Regions from separate parts of the Oryctolagus cuniculus genome. Here region 1 is linked to region 2. A link is a contact called in public Micro-C data. All regions are on one chromosome and are shown on one strand. The core of a region is the stretch at or near the end of the contact, and the rest is flanking DNA. Distances in the headings are between cores, read along the strand shown.

Region 1 (3,971 bases), core at 855-3,354, 77 kb before region 2:
CTTTGACGCCGTGAGTTTCTGCAGCTTGGAGAGGTGCAGGAGTCCTGGCGGGAGGTGGCAGAGTTTGTTGCTGGAGACGTCGATGTCCAGCAGCCTGGGGGGGGGGTGGGGGGAGAGGAAGCAGAGGCATCAGGAAATGCCCCTCGCACAGCTTTCTCACTCGGGAACGGGCTGCATGTTCTCCCTGTCTCCCCGCGCCAGCGCAAGGAGCGCGCATCGAAAATGGAGTGCGTGTGGCTTTTATTCCGACTACACTCTGCGTCCACAAAGAAAACCAAAGCTCTGACTGACAGGGACCCAAAGACCCTGGCCCCACCGGCCGACCAACACCTGGTGGCAAACTGAGCCAGGGCCCTGAGAGCTGCGGGGAGACCACAGGGCAGGGCCCCAGACCTCTCAGGGCCCCGTGGACCCAACGGCCTGCCCAGCTCGGCCCCGGCTCGGCCCCTGCTCCTGCATGCCTCTGCCTGGCCATCCTCGCTCGAGGCGACCTCGGGCACGTTCCAGCCCTGCTTCTGGAAATCGGCACAGAGCTGCACACAGCGAGGCCTTGCAGAGAGGAATCCTAAAGAGACCAGTCAAGGAAGGGCCTCCCCCTGCCCTGCCAGCCTGGGAGACAGGGAGGGGCGTGCCCAGGCTGCTTGGCAAGGTGCCACGAGGAAGCAGGCGGGGCTGCCCGCCTCGTCCCCTGCTGCCAGTCCTGTGGATTCACGTGTTCTCAGAGGCCCCTGGCACCTGCCCTGGGCGGTGGAGGAAACGGGCCCAGGGCTGCACTGCCTGCCCTGGCCAGGGCGGCGTTTGGTCCCTGTGCAGGACCACGCCGGGCATGTCCAGCCGGGAGCTCAGCATGGCGGTGGTGACCGTGCAATGCTGGGCCAGACCATCTCTCCAGAACGCTGCCCACCTGAGCACAGGACTGGGACCTTGTACCCGGGAGCTGGCAAAATCCCCCGTTTGAGCCAGAATGCTGTTCTCCAAAGCCCAGAGCACAGCCAGGCCACCAGCGGCAGCGATCGCCGCACCGACGGCCGGGGCCCACCTGGAACAGATGATCTCGTCCGATGACTGCACGCTGGGCAGCTCGGCCAGGTGGTTGTCCGAGAGGTTCAGCTTCCGAAGGTGGATGAGGCCCCAGGGGATGACGGACGGCAGGGAAGCCAGGCAGTTGGCGGAAAGGTCTAGCTCCGTGATCTGGCAGGAGATGTCTATGAGCCAGTCCAGATCCACCCAGGGCAACCGCAGGCGGGACCACTTCACGCGAAGCGCCTGGTGTTACGGACGGGGAGAAGCACAGAGGACGGTGAGCCGGGGCCAGCGGGGCTGAGAATAGAGCAATGGTTTATCCCAGCACGAGGCTGTGTGCCTGTGCCTGCCCCTGCTGGAGTCTGGGAGTGCAGGCCCCCAGCACCTGCCACAGATGAGGTACCTACGTGGACATGCACTTGCACCCTGCCGGTAAGCCAGCAACAACTCACCCTCCAGCCAGCAGGGGGAGCTAGTGAGCTCAGCTCACCTGCCCAGGCCGATCCTGGCAAGAGAGGAAGTGCCCCAGGAATCAACCTTGCTCTGTATGGAGGAAGCCACCGAGGCTTGGAGGGGTCTCCCCCGGGCTGCAGAAGCAGCTGTGGACCCGAGCATGGTCTCCGGCCTGCGTCAGGGCTTTCTCCTCTGGGGTTAGAGCGGCTGCAGCCTGAAGCCGCCTGTGCCGTGCCAGGTCCCATTGTGTGCCTTGTGGGCAGGCTGAAGCCAGAAAAGGACATACAGGTGGGAAAACACAACCCAGAGCATCCGCCCTGGGACCCCAAGCCCCTATAAGCAGCTCAGGAAAACGGCCTGCTATAGGCCGGGCTTGCACGAGGCCCAGAGTCCAGGAAGACAAAACATGACTTCCAGAACCACCGGCCCCAAGTGGCCAGGACGTGGTGAGTGACTGGCAGCTCCCCTCCCTTCTGTCCCTACTTCCAACCTAGGACCGAGCAGAGAAAGCTGAGTCCCCACCTAGGGCACCCGCTGCCACTTCCTGGCCCCGGCCGGTGACGGTGCTGACCCTGGCTGCTGCAAGCCCAGGGCAAGCAGCCGTAGCTTATTTCCACCCGAGCGAGAGCAAGGTCAGCGGCTGCCGGTGCACGGCGGCGGCAGGGATCTGGTTACACACACGAGCAGGACTCCCCTCTCCCTTGGCTATGGAAGGACTCGGGGCTCAGGTTTCTGGGAGCGGAACTCTGCATTTTGGCTTCTTGGTCCAAAGCAACTGGAAATCCGTATTGGAAAATTAGAGAAGCAGAAAGATAAACACAAGTTACTGCTTTGCAAATGGGAAAATAACCACTGGGCAGAGACGGTGGGAAAGGCACCAACAACGTGGGACAAGCTGGCTGTCCAAGTGGGCAGACGCCAGCGGCCAGTGGCCAGGGCAGCCTCATCTGGCCACTAGATGGCGCAGTGCACCTCGTCTCTATCGCCTTCTCCCCAGAGGCCTGGCCACGGACAGGCCTGTGTCCATCCCTTCTCAAAGCCACAGCCTTTGAACCAAGGGGATGAGGGACTTGTCTGTCTGTCCGTCTGCCGGTCTGTCTTCCCGTTTATCTGGACGAAGAGGTACAGGCACTTAGAGTTAAGAGCATGGGGTCTTAGCTGATTTTTTTCAGACAAGTCAATTGCACTGGGCCTGTTTCATTGTTCCTGCCTTCCCGTGTGTGTGTGTGCGTGTGCGCGCGTGTGCGTGTGCATGCGTGTGCGTGTGCATACTTGAAAAATGTCCAAAGCTGCAGGAAAGCTGAACCAGGCGTACCCACACACCTTGCTCCCCGACGTGTTCCGACACGGCCACGTCTCCTCCCTGCCACATGCGAACACGCACGCCAATCGCTTGCGGGTAGACACTGGGTCACCTCACTGCAGCCCCCGCACCTCTGCACGGATCCCTCAGGAATGAAGATAGTCTCTCCGTGAGAACACACAGTTAGCGCTGTCCACGGTCCGTGCTAGGATTCCCATGTTAACTATCCCCAAAATGTCTTTTACAGAAATGTGGTGTCCTGGCCCAGGATCTGAGGACAACACACTGCAGGCAGCTGCTGTGTCCCTTTACGTCTCTTCTTTTTAAAATGCATTTGAGAGCCAAAGACGCACAGAGAGACAGACACGCAGAGAGAGGTCCCAACTCCGGTTCACTCCCTAAACGCCCTCAGCGGCCCGGGCTGGGCTGGGCCAGGCTGGAGCCGGGAGCTGGGACTCACTAGGGTCTCATACTTGGGTCTAGAAACCTGGTCACCAGGGCCATCATGGCTGCCTCCCAGGGGCTGAATTAGCAGGAAGCTGGAGGCAGGAGCCGGTGCTGGGACTTAGAGCCAGGGACTCCATCCAATACGGGACACGGACATCTTAACCCACACCACGGCCACCAGGTTCCCTTCCTAAGAACTTCTGTCTGACGTAGAAGAGTCCCCGTCCGTGGCTTTTCATCCTTGGCACTCTGAGATGAGTATTGAGTTTTCAAAGCTCCATGTCAGATTCAACCCGAGACAATGTTGAGTCCTTCCCGCTGAGGCCCACCAGGGGGCGCCAGACAGCAGGCTGTCTACTGGTGGGCCATTTCCCACTGCTTTCCCAGGCGCATTAGCAGGGAGTTGGATCAGAAGTGGCAGCTGGGCGTAAACCAGTGTGCCTATGGGATGCTGGCGTCACAGGCAGCAGCTCAGCCTGCTGGTCCGCAGTGCCAGCCCCCACGTCAAGGTATTCCAATTCCTCCTCCTCCTCATTCCTTCTATGCGCAAGTCATCCCCAGCTTGTCGGGGGGGGGGGGGCGTCCCTCCATCTGGGGGCTCCTGTGTCCGACCCCTCCCATCGGTTTGGGGGTACTTCCCGACTTGCTGGCAACGCAGGGTGGGGCCGTGTCTTGTGCCTGCCAAGCCAAAGCGCCGGGGCGGCCGAGTCCCTTCCGTGGACACTGGTGTTGAGCACCGAGATCT
Region 2 (3,989 bases), core at 1,096-3,595:
TCGCTACTGGTTTGCCTACAAACCTAAGTGTAATGGGTTTGTGAACACCAACATATAATGGAGCTGCAGGCCAGAGAAGCATACCGTTCTGTCACAGCTCGGCACGCAACGGCTGGGAATGAAAGTCCTACGCAAGTCTGGAACCACAAACGAGGGCGTCTTCAAAAAGTTCATGGAAAATGTGGCTTATAAAAAACACTATGCATGAGCCAGCACTGTGGTGTAGCGGGTAAAGCCGCTGCCTGAGATGCCGCATCCCATATGGATGCCAGGTTGAGTTCCGGCTGCTCCACTTCACCCAGCTCTGAATCTACGTGGGTAAGCACTGGGGGATGGCCCAAGCGCCTGGGCCCCTGCACCCACGTGGGAGACCCGGCGGAAGCTGCTGGCTCCTGGCTCTGGCCCGCCCAGCCCTTTGGGGTATTGAACCAGCAAATGAAGAATCTCTCTGTCCCTCCCTCTCTGTAACTGTGCCTTTCAAGTAAATAAATATATCTAAAAAATTATGCATGGTTTTCAATATTTTTGCATCAAAATAAACATATGTTTTAATTCCATGTGGCACATGTTTGCAGTATTCTTGTATAAGTTATGCTTGTCCAATCATCAGTCACCATAGCATAGCTAGCCACAGTGGTCATGCATACTCAGTCACTGTAACCACCACTGGGCACTGGGCGTCTCCTGGGGACCCTGCAGAGGGCAACACAGACCTGGTCCCATCCCAGGAGCTCCAGTGAAGACCCTGAGGTGACAAAGAAGACATAGAAGGAACGCACAGCCAGTGGACTTGCAAGATGCGTGCAGAGAGAGGGGTGTGGAAGAGAGAGGGTGGCAACGGCAGGCCATCTAAGGCCACGCGTGCAGCCAGGGCCAGCAGTGCAGAGGCCCAGAGCTGGACAGTGACCCAGCCAGGGCAGCCGGGGGATGGTGGCCTGGGGCTCTGGACAGCAGAGGCCGGATTGCCTGGGGGTGTCGGAGCAAGGGGCTCCCTGGATTTCATGCCAGTGGCGAGGCAGGAGACATGCTGAACAGAGGGCCAGCACTGTCCTGTGCATTTGTTATTTTAAAACAAAATCACTCTGGCCGCCAAGGGGAGCGGGAGCGGAAGGGGGCTGTCACCTGGGAGAGGCTGGGGCCTGGACGAGGAGGGGCAGACAGGGCACAGTGTGGGACACCCGCTAAAGACAGCACCTGGACAATGTGGGCAACTGTGGGGCTTCCACCTGGGCCTAAGAGTGCACTTGGGGGGGGGGGGCTTACCCCTCCCCCAAAGTGTGCTTTGGGAACAAGCTAGGTGCAGGTTAAAATGCAGTTAACTCTCTCTCCCTTCCCTTCTGGGCCACAAGCGAGCCTAATGAGAATCAAATCATAAAAGGTGTCTAATGCCAATGTTTTCCCAAATCGGGCACACTCTAGCGGTTCCTCTAATTCACCTTGTTACCCGTGAGCGAGCGGGAGTTTTATATAAATAGGGTGCCTCCGGCTAGAGGTTTGCTAAAAACAGAACCGAAGGCCCCTGTTTTTCCACCGTGGCAGGGGAGGTGACTGGGGGTGGGGGGAACCTTCACGGCCTCCAACTCCGGGAGGGCAGGTGGGCGCTGGCACCGGCGGCCCACCGCCTTCCAGGGTGGACCCCCAGCCTGCCCGCACCCCTTTCTGGGGTCTGCGCTGGCAAGGTCGCCCGCAGGCTCCAGGGTCGCAGGCAGAGAGCCAGGCCCCAGGGAAGGACGCGTGCCGCAGACCCCGGGGAGGGGGAAGGCGCCCCGAGTCCCTTCCCGACACCCGCGCGCGCTCCAAGTAGAGGCAGAGGAAACCGCCCCGGTGTTTCTCGCTTTTGCCTCTTCTCGCCGGCCGCCCTGGCCTTGGCCTTGTCCAGCACGGGGTTCCGGGGTTCCCGCACGACCGCGCTCCCGCAGGCTGGCGGGATCCGGGCTCGGCAGGAAGAAGAGGGGCGGCAGGGGAGGATCGCCCCGCGCCCTCCGCGCCCCTCGGGCTGCGGCCCGCGGCCCCTGCGGGGAAGACCACCCGGGCCCGACCCCGCAGCCGCTGGTAGCGCGGGGCCTGGGCTGCGGGGCGCGCCGACCCACGGGCAGGCAGAGGCGGTGCGGACGCGGACGCTCGGCGCCAGGCCCGGCAGCAGGAGGCAGCCGGGCCCTCGGGGGGCGCGGGCCGGAGCGGCACTTACCTGCTGCGGCGGCGGCGGCGGGGTCGGGGTCCGGCCGCGCGGGGTGGGCCCGCAGGACAGCAGCCGGCCAGGGCCTGGCAGTGCCCGCGCCCTGAGCCCCCCGCGCCTGGGGCCGCGCGCCGGGGCCGGGCCGGGCCCAGACGCACTTCCTCAATCCTGCGGCGGGCGGGCGGGCCGCGAGGGCGGGCGGCGGGCGGCGCGCAGGGCGGCCAGCCCTCCCACCGCGGGCGCCGGCAGTCCCCGCCTCAGTTTCCCCAGCCTGCAAAGCCGAGGCGATGCAGAGCTTGGGTACTGACGCTGGAGACGTCCGGATCCCCGCGCCCTCATGGGGCCGGGCGCCCTGCTTGATCCCACGCGGGGCGGGGGCGCGCGGAGCTCCGCCAGGCACCCGCAGCCCCTCGGCGGGTGGGCCTCCAGCGTGCGTGTCGCCCCGCGTCCCGCCCTGCTCCTCGCGCGTGGCTCCTTCCCGGGCGGTGTAGGGAGAGGATGGAGAATGCGGATTGTGAAAGAAAGCAAAACACCCCTGGATCTGGACGACTTTTGCCCCGGCCCAAGCCTGCATTTGGATCCCAGTTCCCGAGAACTCTGGCGCCGATGGCGTGTGCCGTCGGGTGGCGCACGGATGCCAAGGCGCTGCCAAGTGGGGGACCGTTTCTAACCGTCCGCTCTGGGGCGGGCAAGGAAAACTCGGTGGAAACCGGCCACTCGTGGCGCCTCGGTCCGAGGCTAGTGTCCACGCTCCCCTGCTCCCCGCGCCCGCCCGGGAGAGAGGCAAGGCCGACGGCTCGGGAGCCAGCCGCCCCGGGCTCCTCTCTCGCGACGTGGCGACGCCAACTTCCCGGGGCTTCGCACGCAGCGCGGGGACAATGCGCCGCCCCCCTCGCCGCGGCTGCAGGGTCCCGCACGCGCCCCGGAGCGGGTGGGGGGCTCGGGGACACCCGCAGCTCCGGCCTGTTCCCCCGAGGCCGCCCTCCCCGCAGAGCGGGCGCAGCGTCTTGGTCCGAGTCTCACGCCACACGGCGGTTATGGCAGAGCCCGAGACGCCTGGAGGTGGAGACGGACGCAGAGCGGGACGCACGCGCGGCCCCGCCACCTAGCGCCGCCTCGCGGGATCGCCGGACCCGGGAGGGGACGTGGCCTGGCGGTGCCCTACTTTGTCTTTAAACCCGCTTGGGGAAATGTCCCCCGGGGTGGACCCGCGGATGGCCCGGTTCTACCCAGCCGTGAGCTCTGTCCGTTAGGCGCGCTCAGCCGCAGCGTGGCCTAGAAGGCGCAGACGGGGCGGTCACGCTTCGCCTTCTTCCTGAGGTCGTCTGACCCAGGACCCCCGAGGACCCCACACCCTCCCCCCAGGCTGGCGAGAACTCCTGCAGCCTGAAGCCGGCTCCTGAGCTCGCGTCTCCGCCCGCTGAAGACCAGGGCTGGGCCTCCCGCCCGCCTGCACCTGCGCGTCTCCCACTGGGCACCTGCCGCGCAGGCACAGCGTCCTCTCCTTGTCCACCTGCAGGCTCAGGTCCTGGCTCGGAGCGAGCGAGGAACAGCGACACTGGGGAGGCGGCACACGACCTTCCAAAGGGCCCACTTTATTATTCATTTTTAAAGTTGTATTTATTTTTATTTGAGATGCGGAGCAGTAGAGAAAGGTTGAGAGATCTTCCATCCACTGGTTCACTCCTTGAACGCCCTCAGCACCCGGTGGGGGGTGCAGGATGAAGCCAGGAGGCCAGAACTCCACGCAGACCTCCCGCTGGGGGGCAGGGACCCAAGCACCGGAGCCAGTGCCTGCTGCCTACGGGGGTGC

What was found. A called contact is a pair of places that touch in the nucleus more often than the background predicts.
Region 1: a Micro-C map of ear pinna shows a contact between it and region 2, with 5 times the contacts expected there. The contact joins the enhancer-like site here to the promoter of LRRK1 in region 2. A contact is called at or near these places in 3 of 6 Hi-C or Micro-C datasets (ear pinna, psoas muscle and an unstated tissue).

Annotation. Positions count from the first base shown.
Region 1 is chr12:10,263,509-10,267,479 of mOryCun1.1, reverse strand. It overlaps LRRK1 (leucine rich repeat kinase 1), which reads right to left. Exons shown (of 33, transcript XM_070053315.1): 7 at 1,040-1,266; 8 at 1-94. Among named protein-coding and RNA genes, the nearest start is that of LRRK1, 77 kb to the right of the region's middle. Within about 2 kb of position 2,104, at least 2 of the 8 cell types and tissues checked have an H3K27ac peak or open chromatin away from gene starts, as enhancers often do. A contact at or near this core is called in ear pinna, where this site is marked.
Region 2 is chr12:10,187,085-10,191,073 of mOryCun1.1, reverse strand. LRRK1 (leucine rich repeat kinase 1) reads right to left here and starts at 2,345. Exons shown (of 33, transcript XM_070053315.1): 1 at 2,189-2,345.